Linked DNA regions of Bos taurus: region 1 is linked to region 2. A link is a contact called in public Hi-C data. All regions are on one chromosome and are shown on one strand. The core of a region is the stretch at or near the end of the contact, and the rest is flanking DNA. Distances in the headings are between cores, read along the strand shown. Region 1 holds the start of FOXC1 (forkhead box C1). Region 2 overlaps GMDS (GDP-mannose 4,6-dehydratase).

The links. Hi-C and Micro-C count contacts between places; a contact is called where the count stands out from the background.
Region 1: a contact with region 2 is called in a Hi-C map of liver, with 5 times the contacts expected there. The contact joins the promoter of FOXC1 here to the enhancer-like site in region 2. A contact is called at or near these places in 4 of 11 Hi-C or Micro-C datasets (blastocyst, blood, liver and 1 more).

Annotation. Positions count from the first base shown.
Region 1 is chr23:51,611,425-51,618,160 of ARS-UCD2.0, reverse strand. FOXC1 (forkhead box C1) reads left to right here and starts at 3,093. Exons shown (of 1, transcript XM_024983879.2): 1 at 3,093-6,736. The coding sequence starts at 3,495. The coding sequence ends at 5,135.
Region 2 is chr23:51,274,168-51,280,810 of ARS-UCD2.0, reverse strand. All of the region lies in intron 4 of GMDS (GDP-mannose 4,6-dehydratase), which reads right to left. Among named protein-coding and RNA genes, the nearest start is that of GMDS, 110 kb to the right of the region's middle. Within about 2 kb of position 3,455, at least 54 of the 102 cell types and tissues checked have an H3K27ac peak or open chromatin away from gene starts, as enhancers often do. A contact at or near this core is called in blastocyst, blood, liver and 1 more, where this site is marked.

The DNA.
Region 1 (6,736 bases), core at 1,844-4,343, 340 kb before region 2:
CCCAGTTCCCGGTGCCCAGCAGGGGGTCACCCCTCCCCCTCTTCCTGCGGTGTCACCAGGTCCAAGTTGGGCATTTCCTGCAGGGCCCGCCCCCTCTCCCTTCCTCACGGAGTCCTGTTTTGGGGAAGGCTGTGACGCCCCTCCCCAGAGCTAAGACCCCCTCGAGGGGCCCAGGAATTGTGAAGCCCCCACCCTCCGGGCCGGCGGGTCAGGGAAGGGATGGGGCCAGGAAGGTCAGCGACCATCCGAGGAAACACATCCATTACCGCTGTCGCCCTCGGACCTGCAGGTCGCAGCCGCGAGGTGTCAGAAAAACAGCGAAGGTTTCCTGCGAAGGCATTTCTGCCAGTTAAGGTCGTGGGGACAGTGAACTATGCAGGGGGCATCAGAAACCCTGACCGAAAATAAAAAGCTTCACGCCATTCCCTGAAGACTTCGTTTCTGTGCCTTCGTGTCCACATACCACCACCACCGACAATAGTAACAGAAGTCGAGTACTTGAAATACAATCAAGCCGTTTTGTGGAGGTTTGCTTCCGAGGAAGCTTATAAAACACAAACGCAAATATCTTTTCCTGGCGAATATCCAGAGCGGGACCAGGGAAAGTTGATCTTCGTAAACTGCACCCTCCTTTATCCCCCGCGCGTCAGAAACTCATTTCACAACGGCCACTTTCATCCCCGAAGCGGCCCAGCAAGGCCGGCTGTCGGATTTGCAGTTTACGTAAGGACCTCTTTCCACCTCTCGGGCCTCGGAGCCGGGAGCAGAGAGGCCGCGCGGGCCGGGCAGTGCGCACCACGTCTCCCGCGCGAGCCGCGGGCCCCCGCGCCGGGGAAACCGGCGAGTCTGCATGGCCGCGTTGGTGCCCGCGCACCGCGAGCCGTGGAAACGCAGTTTAAAGGCCGAAGTCGCCAGAGGCCGAGGCATTCGGGGCGACTGCTGACTTCCTCGGCCTCCAGGCTGCTCTGAAACCGGGGCGCCTACAAGGCCTCGGTCAAGGCAGCGGATTCCGGCGGGACGCGGGAGGGTGCTGGACACCAACCCACTGTTCGCTGCTCCTCCCTCCCCACGGGGTGTTCGGGAGCACCGAGCCTCTGCCCGTAACTCAGGGTTTCGAGGCGGCAGAGACGCGGCCTGGGGGGTGCCCGGGAAGCAGGCCTGAGCGGCCCAGGAGCTCTGCAGGCCGCGCGGCGCTGGGAGCCGGGCTTCGGGGAGGTGCCGCCGGCTCGGGAGGAGCAGATACCCCCGTTTCTCCACGTCAGGGTCCACTCGGAAAGCCAACAGTTTAACACCGTACAGGCCGGCGCCCTGATACTGAGCGCAGCTGTGGCTGGGGCTGTGGAGGAAGCCAGACTCGAGCCGGGAAGCCAAAGGGCTCCCAACACATCCTGGCAGTTCCAGACTGTCCGGAACCGGGGTGGAGGTGTGAGGGGCGCCCTGCGGCTCTTCAGAGCCCCCGAGGCGCGTAGTTCCTCAGGAGAGGGCCCGGAGGGCCGCTCCATGTTGGCCGAAGTACAGAAAGCCCCGCAGGCCCGGAGGCCGGCTCCTTTCTGCCCTCCATCCCAGACCCCAGAAGCCGCAAGCCGCAAGTCTAGGGTCCCCGGACCCTCGAAGGCCCTGCAGGTGCGATTCTGAACGGCCCCCCTCCCCAACCCGTTAGCTCTGCAAGCAGCAGCCACGCGGGGCGGGGAAGGAGGTAGCCGTCTTTACTCGTCACCACCGGCTCTCGTCAGAGTTCGCAGCCCGAATCCTCCTTTGGGCCGAAAGGTGCCGGCCTCCCCCAGAGGCGGCCCTGTCCGTGAACCCGAGGAGCCTAGGGACGCCCAGGCTCCAGGAGCCTGCGCTGCAGACCCCCGCCGCCAAGGCGGCCCCAAGCTCTTGGCAAGGCCCCATGTCCCCCTCCCTTGTTTACTGGGGAGGGGTCGCGGGAACAGTGAGGTGGGAGCAACAACCCTGCTCCCACCCAGAACAGACTACAGTTCCGGCCGGCCTTGCTGTCGGACTCAGAACTGTGCCTTTTTGTAACCCTGCTCAGGACTGGAGAACTTCCAGGTTGGGGGGACTGGGGACTTCTGGGAACCCGGGGAGACGGATGACCAGGAGTGGAGGGGAAGGGAGAATAGGGGAGGAGAGAATAGGGGAGGGGAGCAGAGGGGAGAATAGGATAGGAGAGGGAAGGGGAGGGGAGGGGAGAGGAGGAAGAGTGTGGGGGGAGCAGGGGAGAATAGCGGAGGGGGGACAGATCGGGGAGAGTAGATTTGAGGGAGTACGGAGGAGTAGAGGAGGGGGAAGAAGGGAGGGGGAGGGAGAAGAAGGAGGGGGAGGGGAAAGGAGGGGGAGGGGGAGGGGGAGGGGGAAGGAGGGGGAGGGGGAAGGAGGGGGAGGGGGAGGGGGAAGGAGGGGGGAGGGGAGAGGAAAGGGGGGGAGGGGGAAGAAGGAGGGGGGAGGGGGAAGAAGGGAAGGGGGAGGGGGAAGAAGGGAAGGGGGGAGGGGAAAGGAGGGGGGAGGGGGAAGAAGGGGGGAGGGGGAAGAAGGGGGGAGGGGGAAGAAGGGGGGAGGGGGAAGAAGGGGGGAGAGGAGCGGGGAGGGGAGGGGAGCGGGGAGGGGAGGGGAGCGGGGAGGGGAGGAGGAGCAGCCTGGGAAACCGGGGCGCCAGGTCGGCGAGGAGGGGCCGGGAGAGTGCGGGAATGGGAGAGTCGGGGCCCCAGGACTCCGTGACATCCGGGCGCAGCGGACGAGGAAGGGTCTGCGCGGGGACCGGAGGGCCCGGCCGGGCCGCGGGAACAATGGGCGTCCAGCGCAGGGCCCGGGGCGGGGAAAGGGCCCGGCGCGGGCGGCGGGCGCGGGGGCCCACGGCCGAGGGCGCCGGCGCGGGTGCGGGCAGGGACGCGGGAGCGGGGCCGGCGGGCGGGCGCGCGTGTGGCCAGCCCGCGGTCCTCCGCGGCGGGGCGCGGGCCGGCCCGCTCGGCCTCCGGCTCCGTCGGAGGCGTTCCCGCCTCCCATTGGCCGCCGCAGCCGGGACGGGGCGGGGCCCCGCGGCCCGGAAAAAATGTAACTGCGTAAAAAAGTCCTCGCCTGGGTGACGGATGCTCAAAAGTTCAGGAGTTTTCCCAATGCTTCCTTAAGCGGCCGGCGCGCGCGAGACTGAGAAAGGTGACGCGGCCCGGGCCGGGGCCGGCGCGCTGCCCCCGCCCGCTCCTCTGGCCGCCCCGCCGGCGGCTGGGGCTCAGCCTCCGCGAGGCGCAGGCGGCGCGGCGGGCCGGGCTTCGGCTTGTTTTCCAGCCGGGGCTCCGCGCTCCCGCTCCCGCCGGGAAGCCGCGGCGCGCGATCCAGGCCGTCGGCCGCGTCCTCGTCCGGCCCTCTCTGCCGGCCCGAGGCGCCCCGGAGCCGGGCGCGCGCAGGGGAGGCGGCGGCCCGGCACCGGCCCGCGGGCCCGGACTCGGACTGGGCGGCCGGCCCGGCGAGGGCGGGGGGCGGCGGCGGCGAGCGGGGCCATGCAGGCGCGCTACTCCGTGTCCAGCCCCAACTCCCTGGGAGTGGTGCCCTACCTCGGCGGCGAGCAGAGCTACTACCGCGCTGCAGCGGCGGCAGCGGGGGGCGGCTACACGGCCATGCCGGCCCCCATGAGCGTGTACTCGCACCCGGCGCATGCTGAGCAGTACCCGGGCGGCATGGCCCGCGCCTACGGGCCCTACACGCCGCAGCCGCAGCCCAAGGACATGGTGAAGCCGCCCTACAGCTACATCGCGCTCATCACCATGGCCATCCAGAACGCGCCGGACAAGAAGATCACCCTGAACGGCATCTACCAGTTCATCATGGATCGCTTCCCCTTCTACCGGGACAACAAGCAGGGCTGGCAGAACAGCATCCGCCACAACCTCTCGCTCAACGAGTGCTTCGTCAAGGTGCCGCGCGACGACAAGAAGCCGGGCAAGGGCAGCTACTGGACGCTCGACCCGGACTCCTACAACATGTTCGAGAACGGCAGCTTCCTGCGGCGGCGGCGGCGCTTCAAGAAGAAGGACGCCGTGAAGGACAAGGAGGAGAAGGACCGGCTGCACCTCAAAGAGCCTCCGCCGCCGCCGCCGCCGCCGCCGCCGCCGCCGGCCGGCCGCCAGCCCGCGCCTGCGCCCCCCGAGCAGGCCGACGGCGCGCCGCCCGGGGCGCAGCCCCCGCCCGTGCGCATCCAGGACATCAAGACTGAGAACGGTACGTGCCCCTCGCCGCCCCAGCCCCTGTCCCCGGCCGCCGCCCTGGGCAGCGGCAGCAGCGGCGCCGCCGCGGTGCCCAAAATCGAAAGCCCCGACAGCAGCAGCAGCAGCCTGTCCAGCGGGGGCAGCCCCCCCGGCGGCCTGCCGGCGGCGCGGCCGCTGAGCCTGGACGGCGCGGAGCCCGGCCCGCCGCCCGCGCCCGCGCCCGCGCACAGCCAGGGCTTCAGCGTGGACAACATCATGACGTCGCTGCGGGGGTCGCCGCAGGGCGCGGCCGCCGAGCTGGGATCCGGCCTCCTGGCCCCGGCCGCCGCGTCCTCGCGCGCGGGCCTCGCGCCTCCGCTGGCGCTCGGCGCCTACTCGCCAGGCCAGAGCTCGCTGTACGGCTCGCCCTGCAGCCAGAGCCCCGGCGCGGGCGGCGCGGGCGCGGGCGGCGGGGCGGGGGGCGCCGGGACCTACCACTGTAACCTGCAGGCCATGAGCCTGTACGCGGCCCGGGAGCGCGGCGGCGGCCACGTGCAGGGCGCGCCGGCGGGCGCCGGAGGCTCCTCGGTGGACGACCCTCTGCCCGACTACTCCCTGCCCCCGGCCACCAGCAGCAGCTCCTCGTCCCTGGGCCACGGCGGCGGCGGCCAGGAGGCCGGCCACCACCCCGCAGCCCACCAAGGCCGCCTGGCCTCGTGGTACCTGAACCAGGCGGGCGGGGACCTGGGGCACCTGGCCAGCGCGGCGGCGGCGGCCGCGGGCTACCCGGGCCAGCAGCAGAACTTCCACTCGGTGCGGGAGATGTTTGAGTCGCAGCGGATCGGCCTGAACAACTCGCCGGTAAATGGGAACAGCAGCTGTCAGATGGCCTTCCCTTCCGGCCAGTCCCTGTACCGCACGTCCGGGGCCTTCGTCTACGACTGCAGCAAGTTCTGACCCCCGCCTCCGCCCCGCCTGCCTCTCAGCCTGACCGAACCGAACCCCGGAGCAGGATCGGCCAAAAGGACCCTCAGCGCAAAAGCGAAACCAAAAACCCAGTGCGTAAAACGTCCACCAAACCAGCAAACAGAAGCCCTCCACACTTTGAAGTCACCAGCATGAAGAAAAGGCTTTCTTCTCTTAGAAGATGGATTCGGAGCCACCTCCACTTTGCTTTATCTAAACAAACAGAACCGTAAACTGTTTTGTACAGAGACAGCAGAGTCATGGTTTGTTAAAGGGCAGTGTTACTCCAGATAACACGTAAGTTTCTTCCTCTTTTCAGAGAACACCTCTCCTCCTCCTGCCCTGTCTCTTGTTCTCTCACCTGTAAGATATTATTTTATCCTCTATTGAAAGGAGGGAGGAAGTCCCCCGTACGTGGAAATGGCTTTCTTTTTATTCCTGGACTTGTTTTAAAATGTAAATTGCAACATAGTAATTTATTTTTAATTTGTAGTTGGATGTCGTGGACCAAACGCCAGAAAGTGTTTCCAAAACCTGACGTTAAATTGCCTGAAACTTTAAACTGTGCTTTTTTGATTATGAAAAGGGAAACTGTATTAATCTTATTCTATCATCTTTGCTTTCTTTTTGTTGAGCATATTCATTGTTTATTAATAAATTACCATTCAGTTTGAATGAGACCTATATGTCTGGATACTTTAATACAGCCTTAATTCTTATGAGAAAAAGATTTCAGAGATTAAAACACTAGAAATTACCAATTCTCCTCCTAAATCTCTGAAAAAAAAAAGTAGAGACATCCTCTGACTATTCCTGGTCAAATTACGCGTGTAAGTCTCTTTTTGTTTAGATTTATTTTTTTCCTGCGGCATCTTTTGCAAAAGTACTATATAGTCAGCTTGCTTTGTGGCTAGTAAAAAGAGATTTTCCTAAACATATCTGAGTTGGCATATACACAAATGCATTTTCTCAGTAATGACAACAGGATTTGGAAATTTCAAGCCCATGAATCAGCGGCAGTCTCACCACAGTGATACCTGTGTGTGGAGAGGTAGCTGTGCCTTCAGATACACATTTGAATATTTGGCTTGTGTATCACTTAAAAAACTGTCGTACATACCAGACATCCCTGTGAGCCAAATGCTGGATGAATTTTCTTCCTGTTAATTTCACTCCATTTTAAGAGGGGGATAAAAAAACCTAGCTTTTAAATGTGTGTATATAAGTCATCCACATCTACAATCCTTCATGTCCAATGTAGGATTGATTTTTATTTTAATGTACTGCGGGTTGGAAAGGGATATTTAATCTTTGGGAAAACTATTTTAGAAGATATGCTTGTAGAACAATTATTTTGGGGGAAAAGATTTAAAGCAATAAGGAGAGGGAAGGAGCGCGAAGCAGGGTGTTTTAATCCAGGCGGTTTCTTTTCAGTCCCGTTTTTCTTGTTAATTTACAGTTAAACTTATGGGGCAGCCCGCTAGCCCCTCCTTTTGTAAATAACCCAGGAAATGTAATAAATTCATTATCTTTGGGTGATCTGCCCTGTCGATCAGACTCTGGGGAGCTGCGATTTGATTCCAGACTTTCAG
Region 2 (6,643 bases), core at 2,206-4,705:
TGCCCTTCACGGTCGTGGTCTTACACAGAGAACCGTAGTTGTCATCCCCATGAAAGCTCTCAGCTGCGTCAGTAATTGCAAAACAGTGAGTAAGCTGAGTCAAAGCGCTTTGTAAACTTCTCTTTTATTATGAAAAACGATAAAATTAACTTGCAATGCTTCTATTAAATATTTCATGAGCATATGAGCTGACATTGAGATTTCTTTTCTTTTTAAATGTATCAAAATTCTAGTGAAATGCTTTTACTAAAAGCAGTAAATGCAATTTATGCTATACTATAAATAACAAATTTTCATGGTTTGAAATTTATCAATAAAATCTCTGACCAGAAAACTACATAACCAAGATATTTATGTTGTCAGTTAAAATACACATTTTCCTAAATGATATATCTATACATTCTTTCAGAATCAGGATGGCAGAATATGTTTGAAAAACAAAAAGAAAATTCAACAAAGCTTGTCAAAAGAGAAAATGGGAGAAAAAATGACAAGCTAATATTTTACACCTTAGAGACTTTTCAAACTGTATTATGGATTAGTCTCCGGATTCTGTGCCAATAAAGTTGCAGCAGCAAGACTCATCACAATAAAAGATGTTCAACTGGAGAAGTAGAACCCTTGAGAGGAAACCGAGAGAGAAGGAAGCAGGCAGAGAAACAAACTAGAGACATGAAGGAGCCCCCACATCAAATCCACGTGGGACCGTCCCTCAAAGAACATAATTAGGAACGGAAGCGTTCAGTCCAAACTAAGGGTGCAACCTGTAAAAAAGAAAAAGGGATTTTTAAAAGGAGAAATTTTCAGCCAAAATTGGACTTTGGGCATTTAAATTTACTAAATTTTCCACAGATTATGAGTACTTCACGAAGAACAATAGTTACGTGAGAAAGTATGTTTTAGGATTCAAGTCTCTCTTGTCTATCAATACACACAATTTAAAAATGCTTACATATTTTAAAATATATCAGATTTTTTAAAAGCACAATTTAGGCATAGTCAGAATGAAAAGCTAAGCATTAAAAGAACAAATATTTTTACAGTATAACCCTAAACAGTGTACTCCATTTTACTGATCAACTAAAATGCCACCTAGTTAATTATACAGAAGATAACACAATTAAAAACAAACACTCAAGAGAAGCAGTACACAAGCTATACTTCATTATAGTACAAACTTTCAAATATCTAAGGTTTTGCAAGATTGATTTTACAAATGTAAAACCATTATGAATTATAATTAGTTATGATTCCAATAAAATTTTAAAAAACCTCTATCACTCACATAAAATCTGTTTCTCTATTTTGAAAGTCATCAAAAATTATTTATAAAAAGCATCTTTTCTAAAATCCATTTGAAAAATTGTAAGCAAACAAATTTTTTAATTGTTCTACATTTAATTATTTGCATAAAATATTCACAACATTTTATCAAGGAAAACTAATGTGCTGATGCTAACCTAAAAATATATATATACAGGTTTAAAAAGTTTTAAAACAGTGTTATTCTGTGGGATTTGCCTACACTAGACACGATTCTTAGAAATCAAGTAGTCAGAGGAAGTGGAGTTTGCAATATTGTCCTTTTTTTTGAAAAAGGTCACATAAATAATCTGCCAGGTACTCTCCCACCAAGAAAAAGCACATGCTCTAAATCTAATGATGGCCGCAGAGGGACAAACGTGTAAGATAAAGTGTGCAGGCGCCTGCAGATCGTGTTATATTCCGGCCCAAAGCTGTCTGCAAAGGGTACAGGTCCATCTACGGCGAAGCACACACACTTCCGTCTAACCCTGAAACAAGCGTTCACGCACTGATCATGACTCATAAGAAATTTACACACAGTTGTAACTAATTCAAACAACACAGACTTTGATGTTAAGGATTGTACAGTGGTGAAAGTTTCATCTTGTAAAATTCCATTTCATTAAATTGAAAGCTCACAAAATTCTAAAATAACTACATGTTTAGGATCAAACTCAAATTTGGATTAGTTCAAATGTTTCTTAGTTCTTACATTTACAGAGCTCACACTATGAAAAAAGTGAGAATAACACAGACCGAGCTGTGCAAAGTGAAGTTAACACAATGGCTTGCTGAGCTCAGAAAAACAGAGCCCACATGTCAGTGAGTGTCCTGTCCCACCCGCGTGTGACAGGGCAGAGCCCCTTCATCACTAACGAGCAACAAGCGGCAGCTGTGTCAGAGCAGCTCCGAGGCCGTGGCGGTGCCCGGCGTGGGCCTGGCTGCTCGGCCACAGCCGTCTCCGGTACAGCAGCTACGCTCGAGTGAGCCTTTGTGAGGCTGAGAAATAAATTATATTAAGTGCTGCGTTTTGAACCCAGAAATGAGGGAAGGGGCTGTTAAGATATCAAATTTACTAAAAAAATAATTATGTGAGAAATAAGTTGCTGTCACAGAGAGACTTGCCAGGCCCACAGTGTCGGAGCGGGTGGTCACACACACCTTTGGGATCAGTGTTGTGACACGGAGATGAGGCTGGGGGTCTGGTGCGCCTGGGGCAGAGGGGAGAACAGAGGGGCACGCAGGCAGCTTCCTGGACAGCCGCACGGTCGGCGCTCCGAGGAGCCCTTCCGACGCCCACGAGGAGCGAGCCGCCGGCCTGATCCAGCAGCTCGGGACACGCCGCAGACCGCCCTTTTATAACCTGCTTCCACGTCTCACATTTCTAATGAACACAGCTTCACTTCTGCAGACCTTCCTGCCTGTGCTCTCACCAAACTCAAATCTGAAACTCGAAAACTACCTTGGAAATTTGCGGGCAGCCACAGAAAGGCCCCGGAGAAGCAGACACATATTAAATATTAATTGTAAGGATGAGTGTCACCTTTTATGGTGATGATGTCATTATTCAGGAATGCTAATTAAGACATTAAATGACTTGCTGATTGCAGATGCATTCTGAAGGAATCTATTTGTCCTCGTATGCTGAACAGCAAATCCAGCGTGGGGACGGGGCCATGAGAGACTGCAGTTCCCGTTTCTGAAATGCTGCCTTTGAGTGAATGTTCCCATGGACTGTTTGCCTGATTTCTGGGCTGACACTTCCTCCTGGGAACCAGCTCGAGTGAGCAGGCGGCGGCGGGCTGTCCCTGGCCGCGCTGCTGGGTCTGGTCTCTCCCTGGCTGTCCCCGCCCGCCGCCCCCAGCCCTCGGCCGGCTCTGGGCCGTGACATGCCTGCTGTCTTAGCTGAGTCCTGTCGTCTTCCAGGACTGCGTGACATACCTTCAAAGATTAAGCTTTCCCACCTGGGATCTGTCCAGAGAGCCAGTGTATTACAGCTTCTCACGGCCTTCTTCATCCTCCTACACCCTGGTGTTATCAACGGTGGCTTTCTTTCCTATTTTGTGTTTAACTACAGGACACAGGCGCCCACGCTGATAGAAGTCGGTTCTCACTGTCACTCACGTCTGTTCTAACTGCCAGGCTGACTTCCGCAGTCTGCGACACTCTGCCGCCATCTATGTGTAGAAAAGGGCACAGCACTGCCCACCCCCTCAGCTCCCCTTGCTCCAGAAACAACCCTGTTTCTGATCTGGACAGATGAGAAGGGAAGCTTCAGGAATAATCCGCTTTTCCACAAAAAAAATGTAGCAGCTTCCCAGGAACCTCTGTTTACTTCTCTATGAAGCAACCTTCTAAAACTAGAAGGGGACTACAATGCATTATTTAACATAAACCAAAACCAACAGTCTTTTCCATTACTGCTGTTGACAAATTTTAGCAAAAATGGCCATTTCCACAGAATTATGACAGAAAAAAAAGAGGTGACAGGAAGTTGAAGCTTTAAGTCACTTAAACAACTGCAATATAAATAATTTTGCAAAACTTCCAAATGACATTATATGGTCACTTTTATAATATTAATATTTAATATAAAGGAACTATAAAAAAACCAGATTAAAAAAGTATCTACTCACATTATTTCAACTAGCAACAGCACAGATATAATCACCTAGTCTTTATCAGATGCCCAAATGCTTTCTTTCTAGGGAAGACAGAGAAACATGTCAGAACCCTAGACAGCCCTCAGCCTTTCCTAAGGTGCGGACTACACAGGCTCTCAAGTGTCCCAGTAGATGTCAACATCGAGAATGCAAACAAATAAGAAAACCACGCCAGGGTGAGTCACACAAGATCCTTAAGCAAAACAAACACAAAAACAAATAAAACCTTTCCTCTACTGAACTTTTAAACAATAATTAATCTACGCAGTAAAGGCAGACATTGGTATTTCCGATCAGGACTAAGGAGGCTGTCAATAGTCCTGGAGAACAAGCCTCAAAGGTTTAGCTTGTCGACACTACTCATTTCTAAAAGACTTTCTACTGGTACAACAAGTGGCACCAATGAAACGCACAGGGGAGGGCAGGAGAGGAGACTCGGGAGAAGGGAGCCTGGGTTTACCCGACAAACCAGGAGCGTGCCCTGGCCGCCCCCACAGTGACCTTCCACTCTCGGGAGCCGCACAGCTGCTGTCAGCACGACACGTCGCCCAGCAAGCACTCCATTTAATCATCAACATGCTGACCGTGTGCAGGGCGCTCTGGTGGCTCAGCTGGTGAAGAACTCGCCCACAGTGCAGGAGACCCCAAGTGGATTCCTGGGTCAGGAAGAGCCCCTGGAGAAGGGACAGGCTACCCACTCCAGTGTTCTTGGGCTCCCTGGTGGCTAGATGGTAAAGAATCCACCTGCAATGCAGGTGACCTGGGTGTGATCCCTGGGTCAGGAAGAGCCCCTGGAGAGGGGAACGGTTGCCCACTCCAGTATCCTGGCCTGGAGGACTGAGACTGTATACTGGTTGAGTTCATCATTGAAATCAACGTTCTCTAAGGAACTATCAAAGTGATTTCGAGCTAAACATAGTTTAACAAGCCAAACCAAGCCTATACGTGTATTTCTTTGTAAATAGAGCACATTTAAATTCATCATGAATGATTTGTTAATTGACATTCCTAAACAACACACACTTCATGTGAATGTCAGAAGAAGGATGAAATGATGAGACCTACTAATAAAGTGGAAATTAAATTAAATAAGTCTTGATACAAGTTATTACTTGCACTGGTAAAGTATCCAATTAATGATTTTCAAAAAAAAATATATTCAAAAGATATCACATGTTAAGTTTCTTTGAAGTAGAAAACATTTCATTTTATCTTACTATACATACCAACTTCAAGGATCCAACTTTAACAAAGAGAATTTGTATTAAATTCTATTGGTACTAAAAGGATAAAGTAGAAATCTTGTTTGACAGACACCAAGCTCTATTTTGTGCTTCAAAAGAAAAGTTAAGTTTAAATTCTTAAATTTCCAGGATCTATGGTATTAAACATAAATTCAGTGGTGGCTCAGTTAGTAAAGAATCTGCCTGTACTGTAGGATAACTGGGTTTGATCCCTGAGTCAGGAAGATCCCCTGGAAGAGGAAATGGCAACCCATTCCAGTATTCTTGCTTGGAGAATCCCATGGACAGAGGAGCCCGGTGGGCTACAGTCCTTGGGCTCGCAAGGGTTGGACACAACTTAGAGACTAACCCACCACCAAACACAGGTATTATTTATGTGTACCTCTTATCTGCACGTTTATTAAACAAAGATCCAGATACCATATCTATGGTATTAAATAAGGCATTATTTTTGTGTACATTTTAGTTTATGCAAATTATGTACTCCAATTTAATCAGGAATCCAGAGAAAATTCTTCATTCATCATCAAAAGTCTAAAACAAAGTGTTTCACTCACAGTACCTTCACTGACTTACTTCCTCTTTACTGCTTGTGTGTATAGATACATCTAGAAATTAGTATTATGATACAGATGTACATTTAGTTATCTGAACTAATTTTGGCTTAACTGTGCAAAGGTAAATTAATACTTTGGATTTAATTTAGTAAGTCACTGTTGTGAGTGAATTAAGAGTACCAAACTCAACAGACGTACCTTTGTGTGGTCCCCCAATCACCAGAAAAAATCCAAACATTATTAACTGTTATCAAAATTACAATACCAACTCGGGCTAGCAAAACAGGACAATCTGCCTGAATAGGGGGAGGAGACCTTTCATGGAGTGTTTTCTCATATACATTCTTAAATTCTTAGTGGCAAGGACTTTTAAGTGGTTTTAGATTTGAATTCAATTGTTCAGGCCTGTAACAGGCTTCTAAGGGGAGTCTGAGCCATAGGACACCTACGGACCCAAACACAGCGCACTGTCCACAGAAGACAAGACCCTCAGCAACCCCCTGAGGACCGCAGGCACCGACCAGCCACACACACATTAGGGGGTCGAGCGCCATCTGCACAAACATTACATCGTAAGTGAAAAGGGCTTTTGTGCCACAACTTCACCTCGTAACAAACTAAAGAGGTTAAACATCACAGGGACTGAGTCGCAACAGGACCCGTCAGCAAGAAGTGAAGACGAGAACAAGAGCAGAAAAACGCAGCCTGCCCAGGTCACGGGGGGCTCAGTATCGCCCAGGCCGCGGGGGCTCAGCATCGCCCAGGTCATGGAGGGCTCAGCATCGCCCAGGTCACGGGGGGCTCAGCACCACCCAGGCCGCGACTCTGTGCGCCTGGCCCTCTCCTCTGTCTCCTCCCTCCTCCCATTTTTCCA